2 separate regions of the Gossypium hirsutum genome follow, and region 2 is linked to region 1. Evidence: chromatin contacts called from public Hi-C data. All regions are on one chromosome and are shown on one strand. The core of a region is the stretch at or near the end of the contact, and the rest is flanking DNA. Distances in the headings are between cores, read along the strand shown.

The links. A called contact is a pair of places that touch in the nucleus more often than the background predicts.
Region 2: a Hi-C map of leaf shows a contact between it and region 1, with 1.5 times the contacts expected there. The contact joins the enhancer-like site here to the promoter of LOC107951861 in region 1. A contact is called at or near these places in 2 of 34 Hi-C or Micro-C datasets (leaf and seedling).

Annotation. Positions count from the first base shown.
Region 1 is chrA11:47,430,499-47,436,702 of Gossypium_hirsutum_v2.1, forward strand. It overlaps LOC107951861 (ubiquitin carboxyl-terminal hydrolase 3), which reads right to left and starts at 2,336. Exons shown (of 6, transcript XM_016887023.2): 1 at 1,954-2,336; 2 at 927-1,043; 3 at 95-193. The coding sequence starts at 2,070.
Region 2 is chrA11:48,075,960-48,082,163 of Gossypium_hirsutum_v2.1, forward strand. No RefSeq gene overlaps it. Among protein-coding and RNA genes, the nearest start is that of LOC107897318, 8.2 kb to the right of the region's middle. Within about 2 kb of position 3,587, at least 6 of the 9 cell types and tissues checked have an H3K27ac peak or open chromatin away from gene starts, as enhancers often do. A contact at or near this core is called in leaf, where this site is marked.

The DNA.
Region 1 (6,204 bases), core at 1,086-3,585:
TACTCTAACCGAAATCTTAAAACAAGCAAAAATGATCATCAATTTAGGGAAAGAGAAGGTGCTTAAGTCAATCAAATATAAAACACTCAGCTACCTGGTGCATATAGCTGCGAAAAAGCTCATTTTGTTTCTTCAATCTTTGTACAAAGCGCTTTGGAGCAATGACACCTGTTTTCTTCTTCTGTGAACTTATCTAAACATAAAGAACAACCAACTGTTGGCTCCAGTAGTAATCAACTAAAAACCACATATGCCACAAGTAGAATGAGAGAGAGACGGGGACCAAAAGATACTAGTCAATTAATAGCATTTGCTAAAAAAACAAAAGATCATCTGATAAGATGGTCTAAGCAATTTCCTAAAAGGATAATACTCTGCAATTATTGAAGAATAAAATCAAGCCTTTTAAAAAAGAGATGAAACAAAAAAAGAAAGCAGTTATGAGGAAGGAACTCTTACACAGGAACATAAGGCAGACTGTTCTGACTGCATAAAATCTGATACGATTGACAGATAAAAAAGACTTATCTAGTAATAAAAGGTTTTTAAAAAGGAAAATCACAAACATCATTTCTTCTCATATGAAGCCAGGTCCTCATGCAAATGTGATAAGGACTTGCAGTAATAAGCCATTTAAAAAATAATGAAGATGACACCCTTGGCCTTCATACTTCCTAAATGATTGTACACGGGATTATCAAGTCAAATAATAAAGAAGAAAATTTTCAAATGAATCAAATCATGTATCATTCTTGTAAATAGTGGTCAAGACTAGAACAGAAAATGGTAAACATAAATAAAACACTAATGTTAATATTTGGTCTGAACATTTAAAATAAATGCTTTGCCGTTTTTCAGAAACTAGTGGTTTCCCATCTATAGGGGCATACAACTCAATAACACTATGCTTCTAGTAGAGTTAATACCTGTGTAAACAGATCTGCCAAGCATGTCAGCAGATTATCTTCAGCATCAACACCATTTTTATTACTTGAATAATATTCTAGCAGCTGTTCGCGAAATGGTACACAAAAATAAAGTGCCTGAAAATTTTTCAGAAAATGACATAAGACGTTGGTCACAGACAAGAGGGCATTTGTTACCCAGCAATTTTACATAAAAATATCCAACATTGAACGCATTAACATAAATCTTGATTAGAAAGCAAGGAATAAACAGAAATATCAGAAAAGAACTGAGTCTCATAGCATAAACTTAAAAAAAAAAAAAAAAACATAGGAACTAAAGAGTCTGGCAATGAACATAGCTCTTTAACACTACAGTTGCAATCATTCAGAAATGATTATTCAAACAATTCAGATCTTGCATTATCTAGGTCAACCTATCTACAACATCTGAAACTTCAAGATCCAATAGCTACCGTAGTATCGTACCATGCATTATCTACAAATTCACATAACTTTACGACAATCACCCAACTTAAATGAAAGGAGAATGAAAGAAATATTAAAATTAAGCTTGAAAATTGAAATCTAAATTATTTTGATAGTACCGATGAATCTTATAATCATTTTTTAATCACCAACAACATCCAGATCCTGTAATACTTTCCCTTTCTAACATTAGTTGATATCTATCACAGTCAATATCTACCTGGTATAGACTCTAGACTCCAAACCATCTCAGCAAGCATATCTAAAATCTAGACATTTTAATTTCAATTTAAATCGTGACAACCGTACCACTTGAAAGCAAAGCAGCAAGCTATTACCAGAAGGGGAAAAAAAGAAGCTAAAAATGAAAAGATAGAACTGAACCTAACCAATTCGCTTCAGGATTAACATATACTACGGGAAATTTGCATAAATGAAATTTAAAGCTTAAAGTCAAAATCAATCAAATTCAAAAGATAGGAAATAACATATACTATCAAATTCAACATATTTTTTAGGGAAAAAGGGGGGAAGAGGAAAAAAAATGAAAAAAAAGAACCTGCAAAACGCTGTTACAATAGCAAGTGTTGCCAAAGTTTTCGAGACCAAAATATCGTTCGCCTTCCGGGAACTGGTCACCCAAAGCTTTCTCGAGCTTCGAACCCGCCGCGCCCATCTATTAGATATAGAATTGAGTTCGTCTACAACTCTAACTTGGATCTTCTTCCGACCGGTTCAACTCAGCGATTCAATACCCCATCAACGACTGGCTCTATCTTGCTCTCTTCGGTTTATCCGAATCCGACTTAGGGTTTGTTTGGAGGACAATTAAAAAAAAAGGGTTTCCACCGTTTCCCTATTTCCGTTAAGAGCAGTGAAAAGGAGCCAAAGAAAATGATTCTTGTTTCTGTTCTCGGTAGCATCTACTTAAAACATCTTTTTAGATCAATTAACGTAAAAATAGATAATAATAAAAAATTATTATTCTATCCTTAATCATATAAGAAGGATATTCACTAAGAGGTAAATAAAACTTTAATTCCACTTTCAAATTCGAATTAACTTAAATTTCATAATTCTAATAATATATTAATATAAATATCTTTTTAATCCTCGTAAACTTTAAAAATAAGTAAATTGATCTCACTTAATAAAAGTTATAAAAAATTTTAAAATTTTAAAATTTTAAAAAAATTCTAAAAAATATATAAAAAGGTTTAAATTTAAAATTTTTTTTCTAAAATAATAAATTTACGATCTAATTAATGATTCAAATTTATCATATTCAAATTTTTTTTAAAAATTTCAAATATTTATAATTTTAAATTTATGTGCTCCAACATGAAACTAGTTATATTATAACAATATTTTTAAGTTTAATTTTTTAAAATTTAACTTGAACAATTTCGCTTGATTCGACTCGGCTCTAATTTTATTTCACTTGACTCGATTTGAAAAAAAATTTAAAATTGAGCTAATATGATAAAATAGGACTCGTGAATTTGATTAACTCGAAAATTTTTCACTTAATTTGACTCCACAGAACGCTCACCCCTAATAACAAACATAACTTTTATCATTTAACCAATTCATTCTATTTCACCACTAAGAAGAAAATTTTATTTTCACAATTCGATAACAAATTTAACAGGTTATAAGATACCAACACAAAATACTTATGATGTTTTTAGTTTTTTCTTTTAATCATAGTTATTGATTTTAACCTTAATTGTTAATTTAAAAATAATCTCACAAAATCTCATTATATTTCAACTTAAACCTCAACTATTTTCAAATTTGGGGGAGACCATATTCAAAGTAAAAGGAAAATCGTAAATATAAAGGAGGTCACTCAAAAATATCATTGTTTCTATTTTGATCATTCTAAACTTTTTTTTTGTCAATTTAGTCACTACTGCTAGAAAATTTGACCAAAATGATCATTCAGGCTCTAAACCCTTAACGGATTGTTGACTAGACCTGCAAAAGAAAAAAGAAAAAATATTCTTTTAGTCCCTTTAAAATTTATAAAATTTTTAAGTTAATCCCTATTAAAAAACTCATATTAAAACCCAATATTTACATCCAAGTCCCTTTTTCTTCTTTGCATTCCTTACCCTCCTTCAAGCTCTGAAAATAATCACCTTAATTGTAACACTCCTCGCTCGACCCGATCACCGAATCTGAGCTACAAGATGCTACAGTTGTTGCCGAAGCAACCACGGTTGAACAAACATCATACAGTCATTTATACTTGTAATCAATGCCAACTAATACAGGATGCTACATTTTTTTGTACTTCCGTATACATTTCCACAAAATTGATCAATAAGTTAGTTTATTTATACATCAAGAACTACTAATGCAAATTACATATACTTAATTTACGATTTAATACAGTAAAGCATGTAATATCTAATTCATCCTCAATTTATAAACACATATAATTAAGTTCTCTTTCATATCACATTCAATCATGCTTGTTTTGCAACATTTTAATTTAATTCATTCACTCTTTCTTTCATAAACAATTCATACATATAACAACCAGTTTCACATATAATCTTTCTTTTCATTTCGAAATCAATCACTTATTTTTTTTTTTGCCTGGAGAACTATAGGAAATTTATTTTGGATACTCAGGATAAGATTGCTTGCACAAGCTGTAAATCGAGACATTAACCATTACTCGATGCTGCTTACACAAGCTGTCGAGAATCCGCAATAAATGCTAGATTCTAGCCATCGGTATGGTATCCACCACCGGTACATAGTACCTGATAAATATAACACACGGGCACACAGTGCCTGGTATAACATGAACATTGGTACAAAGTACCTGATAATATAGTCACCGGTACATAGTACCTGATAAAATATAATCACTAACACATTGTGCTTCATAAACCCTAATGACATGTCATTTGTATCCTAGCTATTCACTAAGTTCACACGGGCCTCCATATTCATATTCATTTCATTCCAAACCTTTGAACATTTTCATATACATGTAAGTGAACCATATACATTCTCATATTCATTTACATTTCTCAGCTTTATCTCATTTCACAATTTAATCATTTCAATATCGAAGTCGTTATTTTGCAACAACTTAATTACAATTAGTATACATACAACTCAACATAAACAATAATTAATTGAAATAAACATCGTACATATATCATAGAATTATATAACAATTTCACAATCATCCAATCACACACATCCATTCATTTTATCATATATTCATTATTTTTATATTTAATCCATTTGATGCCAAAGCTTTATATATATATATAATTTCTAACTAACAGTAATATAAAATAACATAATCATATCAAATTTTAATAAATTAAGTCCATATGAATTTACTTGACCAATACAGCCTCAAACATGACTCCAAGGACTTTTGAAATTTTTCTTTTTTTGCATTTATATACCAGTTGGTTCAAATCCTGATCTATAATATAATTAATTCAATTTATCAATTTCATACATCTGAAAGCAACCTACTATAATAATATAATAATTCAATTTCATTTTTTAATTTTCCCTAAAAAATTTTATTTTATTCAATTTAGTCCCTAAAACTAAAATAGTTATATCTTTTAAGTTCAAGCTTCGATTTTCAATCTGATTTCAATTTCATTCATGTACAGCTCTCTAAATTCAATAATTACAAAAATTTCATGTCAATTTCAAAATATTTACATTTTAGTCCCTAAACTCAAAATTAACAAATTCTACTTTTCCTATTTTATTTCTAAGCTTCAAATTCTACCATTTAATATATATATATATATAAACAAGATTCATCAATAGAAACTTCTAAAACATTTGAAAATTTTATGAATTAGTCCCTGAGCTAGCTAGATTGAGCTACAACGATCTTAAAATCATGAAATTTACGAAAAATGAGCTTAATTTTACATACCATGCACATGGCCGAAAGATTGAAGTTAAAACTTGAGCTTTTCCTTGTTTATGTCGTGAAGAAGAAGATGATAATAAAGAAAAAGAAATATGAATAGCCATATATTCTTTCTTTCCACTACATATTAGTTTTATTATTATTTTATTTTATTTTAATATCAATTTAACATATTTTTCTAATTAAAAGTAACTTTAACCGTCCAAAACCATTAAAAAATTTTAATTATCCTATAGGCCCTTTCATATTTATTATTTAAGCTTCTAGCTAAAAAAATTTTAATAGTGATTAACTTTTGTGGTTTTTATGATTTACTCCTTGTACCTTAATATAACCTATGTAACAACTCTGTAATTTTATGGAAATGAGGTCTCGATACATCATTTTCCAAAACCATTTAACTTTAGAGTCAACCACTTGTACTTAGGTAACTGTTCAATTAGCAAAATTTATCAAATCAAAATTGAATTAAACACATAGTAAATTCGTAAATATTATTAAATAATATTTACTAACTCGATCATCGAAATACAGAGTTCCAAAACTGCCATGTTCAGTACCACTGAAAAAAGGGTTGGTACACGACGCGACTCATTGTCGACCAACGTTGCGACGAGGACCCTGTTTTTGGTAAAAAGATGAACCATTTGGTACCTATTTCAATGTTTTCAAACAAACTTACATCATAATTACCTAATGCCAAACTCAATTAATCCAGAATATGCAAAACCATACCAATTAAGTTAAATACTCAGTTCAACTTCTTAACAATATGTTCACAATATTTATACCAACTAAACTTAAGAATTTCAATGCAATTCGAGTATACCAACCTAATTCATTCAAATGCCTAACCTTACCTATACCAAATCTATCAAA
Region 2 (6,204 bases), core at 2,337-4,836, 650 kb after region 1:
TATTAGACTTGTTTTACAAAAGTCATGTGTATGCATAAATTGTACATCAATTAAAATAAGTAAACATCATTTTCAACCTCACCATTCATTAATGCGGCAATACCACGTGAACTAAGATGAAATTCATTTGTTTTACAAATAATACAAATTTGCAATGCAAATATCCAAATATACAAATATATTAACTCAATGCATTCTTTATTCATTCGGCCCACATAGTTCTATTTTACACATTCTTTAATATACCGAAATTAATAACATTATAAGACCATACACGTTTATACATGAACCAAATATAAGTGCGTTTATAAACATGCTTTTATAGACATGTAAGTAGCCATTTATTAGATCATATCCGCTTACTAGTACAGTATATTTATTTTTATTTTAAGAACAAAGTTTCTTACACAACCTAAGTACCATTGAATTTAATTACCAAATTGAATAATTCAAGCATCCAACATAACATCAATTTAGTTGGCTATTAAACGCCACACCTACTCTTGCAATTATAAATGTCTTGAAATATTGTTCCATAATCAGACCTATCAACGAATCACTTATGTAATGTAATCAATTTACTATTTGAATATTAAGTTTTCGAAACAAACAACTAACTTGATCATAAGACACAAGCATTACCCACCTCATATCCTTCAAATTAGTCAACTTGAACATAACTACCTAACACTTTGATTCATGCAGCATTCCATTTTTTTTTCTTCCTCACAACTATTAACATGTCAAATTCAGACATATTTAGCATGCCATTCACAAATAAATATTGCTTACCGCATATATCTTACCTTTGTGGCGCACAACCTGTTAACCAAAATTAATCTAAACCGTAACTAACATAATTCAAATTCTACTATAATAACTTAGCCATTTTCACATGGCTCATTATATACAAAACCAAAATCTAATATTTCAAAACCCATTTTAGCCTATACATGCCATAATTTAAGTTTAGCTAAAAGGTACTAAAACAGTAGATAGTGTGATGAACTTTGCTGACAGTCCCCGAGCTTGTAACTTGATCCAAAATCTATAAAATATAAATACACATATACACAAGTAAGCTTTTTATAGCTTAGTAAGTCATAAGCAAATAATCAACCCAAAGATATTATCAACTTAATTTAACTAAACCAAATTATATTATCATAACACATTTAGATTCAAACGCATATAAATTTATATTGTATATATATACATATATATATTCATTATAAATATCACCTAACCGAATGTCTATATAGTCAAACTAACATATTAGCATTCAATTTTCCAAAGCCAAATAATCATTACAAATCTAATTCACATACACTCAATTACATAAGTTCATGTGTTACCATATAATTTCATATACATGCATTGATTATGTGACCAAATACATAAATTCCCATACATATAATTAATACTCATTCCAATAATTTTCACAAGGTTAAATACCCATACCTAGTTCACAAATAATCCTCATTTGTAGTACACACAATTTGTAATGAGTATCAATTTACACACTTACCTTATTTTAAATAAACCTCAAGCTAATTCATACCTGGTCATTTAGCTCGTTTTACACACTCGAATACAACTTATCTTTGCCCGATGAACCATTCGGAGTTGGATAGGACACTTGGTTAATCACATAAATCGTACAATGCCAACGTCCCAGACGTAGTCTTACATGTAACCACATATCGATGTCACTGTCCCAGATAGGGTCTTACTCGTAAACACATATCGGAATCACATATCGATGCCATGGTCTTACTCGCACACATATATTGAAATCCTGTGTCATGACATATGTATCCTAACTATTCCTAAGGTTCATACGGGGCTTTCGAACGTCATAACTCGGTCGAATCGAACTCGGAAGTGTAGTAGTCAAATTTAATCATTTTCGGCCATAGCATATTAAAATTCTACATTTCATAACAGCATATAAATATAACATTTAATTACCAAATAAACAAGTCTTTTTGCTTATAAACTTACCTCGGATGTCGTAAAATGGGACGGGGCTGCTAGTCGACAACTTTCGTTTTTCCCCGGTCCAAATCCTATTTCTTTATTTCTTGATCTTGAATTTAGCTTGCAAGATGGCCGAACCCTATTTCTTTTTCTTTTTCTTTGGTTATTTTGATATTCGGCTAGTAGAAAGTATGAACACATTATGATTTGTCTTATTATTTTATAATATACTTTATATTATAACATTTTATTACATAAGTTACTATTTTACCCTTACTTATTATTATGTATAAATTGCTTTCTAATAGCCGAATGTGTCCATGCAAGTATGTAAAGGTGTATTTGCATTATAGGTGTTTCCATTAATAAAGACAATAGCAATTAAGTACTTTCACATTTAACCACTAAATTTTTATCTTACGCGATTGAGTCCTTTTATTTAATCGAACACCTAAATGATCAAATTAAATCACGAAAATTTCAAAGATATAAATTCACACAAAATAAACACAGAAAATAATTTTTAAATATTTTTTGACTCGAATTCATGGTCCCGAAACCACTGTTCTGTTTAGGATCTTAATTGGGCTGTTACAATTTTGGTGGTCTAGAAGGCAAGATTGGAGACGTGAGTTTAAGAGAAGAAGATTTGGAGGCTACCAAGATGGTTAAGAAGTCCGATAAGGCAGGAGTGGCTAATAAACCTAGAGGTTCAAGTAGTGGGTTTACTAAAGCAAAAGGGAAAGAGGTCTGAATAGGTGGTGGGCTAAAGCCAACTCTAATATCCTCAAGCCTTTTAATAAAATGGGTTCTGCTGGGTAGAAAAGTAATCCTTTTGATGATAGATCAAATATGGGGCCTGTGGTTTTAGAAAAGGATTTGGATTCTTTCCAATTATAATCAACAAGGTTTGTCTTAAATTCTAATAGAAATGTTGCCATCAAAATTGTGAACAAACCAGGTAGTTCAATAGATTTAGAGATACAAAGCTGAAATTATAATGCAATTGTGAACTGGAATTTGGGGGAAAACTTTGGTCAAAGATCGATGGAGGTTATTAACAAAGCTTCTGGCGAAAGAGAGAGATGTACTTGGATTATTGATTTTGTTGATGATTTTTCAATTGTTCCGATAGTAGCAGCCATGGAGGAAATTATACATGGATTGTCGAAAGAGGTCGAAAAAGACACTAGTATGAAAGGAGGAATTTCTTATGTGATTGGGTCAAAGACTAGGCCTTCTATAAATGTTGTGAATTCCTGAGATGATAGATATTTTTTTTACAATTTTTTTTTTATTTTGTGGGTGATGGTTCCAGACTTACATTTATTTTTTTGGAATGCTCAAGGGTGTGGTCACCCCTGCTTTCATAGTTTCATGAAGAAATATAAGAATGAGGTTCGGCCAAATATTGTTGCTATTTTCGAAACTAGGATAAGTGGATGTAAGGTGGATATAGTTATCGCAAAATTTGGTTTTGATAATTCATTCAGAGTGGAAGCTTCTAGTTCCGTGGGAGGTTTGTGGATTCTCTGGAATGATGATTTTGGTGTGGAAATTTTGAATCTTCACTCTTAGTTTGTTTATATGCATATCTCTTTTTTTTTTCTACTATTTATGCTAGCCTTCATCGCAGTTCAAGGGCTCAATTATGGGTTAAACTAAGTCAAATCTCGACTATAGTGCAAGAACTTTGGTTGATTGCGGGAGATTTTAATGCTATCTTAAGGGGTCATGAGCAGAAATGAGAGTCTAATATGCGAAAAAATAGTTGTAGCCATTTCAGATCCTTTGTCTTTGATAATGGTTTATATGATTTGAGATTTCAGGGACCTTATTTTACATGGAATAGAGGCAATTTATTTAAGAGACTGGATAGATCTCTTTGTAATGATTTTTGGCATTCCTTTGCGCCTAACACCATTGTTCGCCATTTGTATAAACTAAAATCAGACCATCAACCTTTTGTTGTCTCAGAATCTTCAACAAAGACTAATAATGGAGTAAGACTATTTCACTTCCTAGCTAGCTAGCTTTTACATCCAGATTTTTAAAATGTGGTGGGAGAATCTTAAGAGCTAAGAAGGTATTACTACAAATTTGGACAAATTCACTCACCTGATCCATGTTTGGAATAGAAATGTTATTGGTAATATCTTTGTTAGAAAGCGTAAGGCCATGATGGAGCTTGACTATATTCAAAAGGCTCTAAAATGGAGGGATTCTGTGAGACATAGAAGTAGAAAAGCAGAGGTACACCATGAAATTGAGAATTTTTTAAACCAAGAGGAATTACTATGGTTTCAAAAATCAAGAAGTGAGTGGCTTTCTAATGGGGATAGAAATACTAAATACTTTCATAGCCGAACTATGAAATAAAGGAAACAGCACAGAATCGAGAGGCTAGTGATTGATGATATGAGTTGGTGTTATGATAGCAACACTCTCAAGTTTCATGCAGTTTAGTATTTCTCGAAGTTGTATACAGTGGATCAGTATTCGATTGAGGAATTCCCTTACTACGGAGGAATTCCCTTACTACGCGCATATATATTCTACCTCCGTAACCTCTTTATAAAACTCTATTTCCTTGCTGTCCATCAGGCCCTGGATAACAGATCTGAACTCCTCACATTCTTGAATTATGTGTCCCACTTTATGATGGAATTCACAATAATTCTCTATCCCATCATCTCTTCCTTTTGTATTTGAAGTAGCTAATCCTCTTCTTGCCATTTCCTTCCAAACCAGTTTCAAATAAGTTTTCACTTCTGAAACATCTATCTTGGTTCTTTTTCCAATATCTCCATCTATCGCATTTATCCCACCATCAGTATGACTAGGTAGTGGATTTTCTGTACTGGGCGCATTATCGAGCTTTACAATACCCATCTGAATAAATCTCTCAACCAGCTTCTTAAAAGTAGTACAATTTTCTATCGAATGTCCTACAATCCCTGTATGATACTCACAATGAGCATTTGCATCATACCATTTAGGAAACGGAGGCTGTAATAGCTTTAGATAAAAAGGTGCCACCACAAGTGCATCGAACAAACTTTGATATAACTCTTTAAACGTCATGGGGATTGGTGTAAATTGTAGCTTGTCATTGTTTTACCTTGCTTCAGATTCCTGCCTTGATGAACCCTGACCAGCAATTATGGCCTTTGGCTGACTTACAGTAACAGACTTTGAATACCCCACATTTGTATTGTTCACTTCATTCTCCTTTTTCCGTGGCACAGACATTTTAGCACTTTCTCCTACATCTATCCTTCCATTTCTTATGGTATTCTCAATCATTTCTCCTATCATGACCACATCCACAGAGCTCCTTGTAGCACTTCTTAACATGTGAGTTATGAACGGAGCTTTTAAGGTATTAATAAAGAGCATTGTAGTTTCCTTTTCCAAAAGTAGCGGCTAAACCTGGATAGCCACTTCTCTCCATCTCTGTGCATACTGCTTAAAACTTTCGTTTGGTTTCTTCTTCATATTCTACAGAGTAATTCTATCAGGAGTTATATTTGTTACATGACTATACTGCTTCATGAATGCTTGTGCCAAATCTCTCTAGGAACCAATTCTATTTCGACTCAACTGATTGTACCATTTAGCTGCTACTCCCATCAAACTGTCTTGGAAGCAATGAATAAACAGTTGATTGTTATTAACATATCCAGTTATTCTTCTACAAAACATAGTGATATGAGCTTCAGGATAGCTCGTTCCATTGTATTTCTTGAATTCTGGCATCTTGAACTTGTATGGCAGTACCAAGTCTGGGACCAAACTCAGATCTTTTGCATCAACTCCAGGGTGTCTATCAATGCCTTCCATTCCCTTGACCTTTTCCTCCAGCAATTTACATCGCTCCTCCAACTGTTTCTGTGGTTCTGTCCTTGCCCTTTCCTCTTTCGCAACTTCATCCAAATTAGGCACCATTGGATTACTCGAGTTATTACCAGGATTAACACCTGAGCCAGCTTGAAAATTCATTGGTATTGAAACTCCAGCCTAAAACTACTGAGGCCTGATCGTAATAGATGGTTTTTGGAAATTAATCTCAGGTTGTGTCTACACATGTGTAGGAGTGAAGCCAGGAGGATACTGAGGGTCTTCATTATTTTCTACCACATTATCCATATGACATTTTCCCTTATCCACTCTTCTCATCAGCAATTGGGACAACTGACTCATCATCTCCTTTTGAGACTCCAT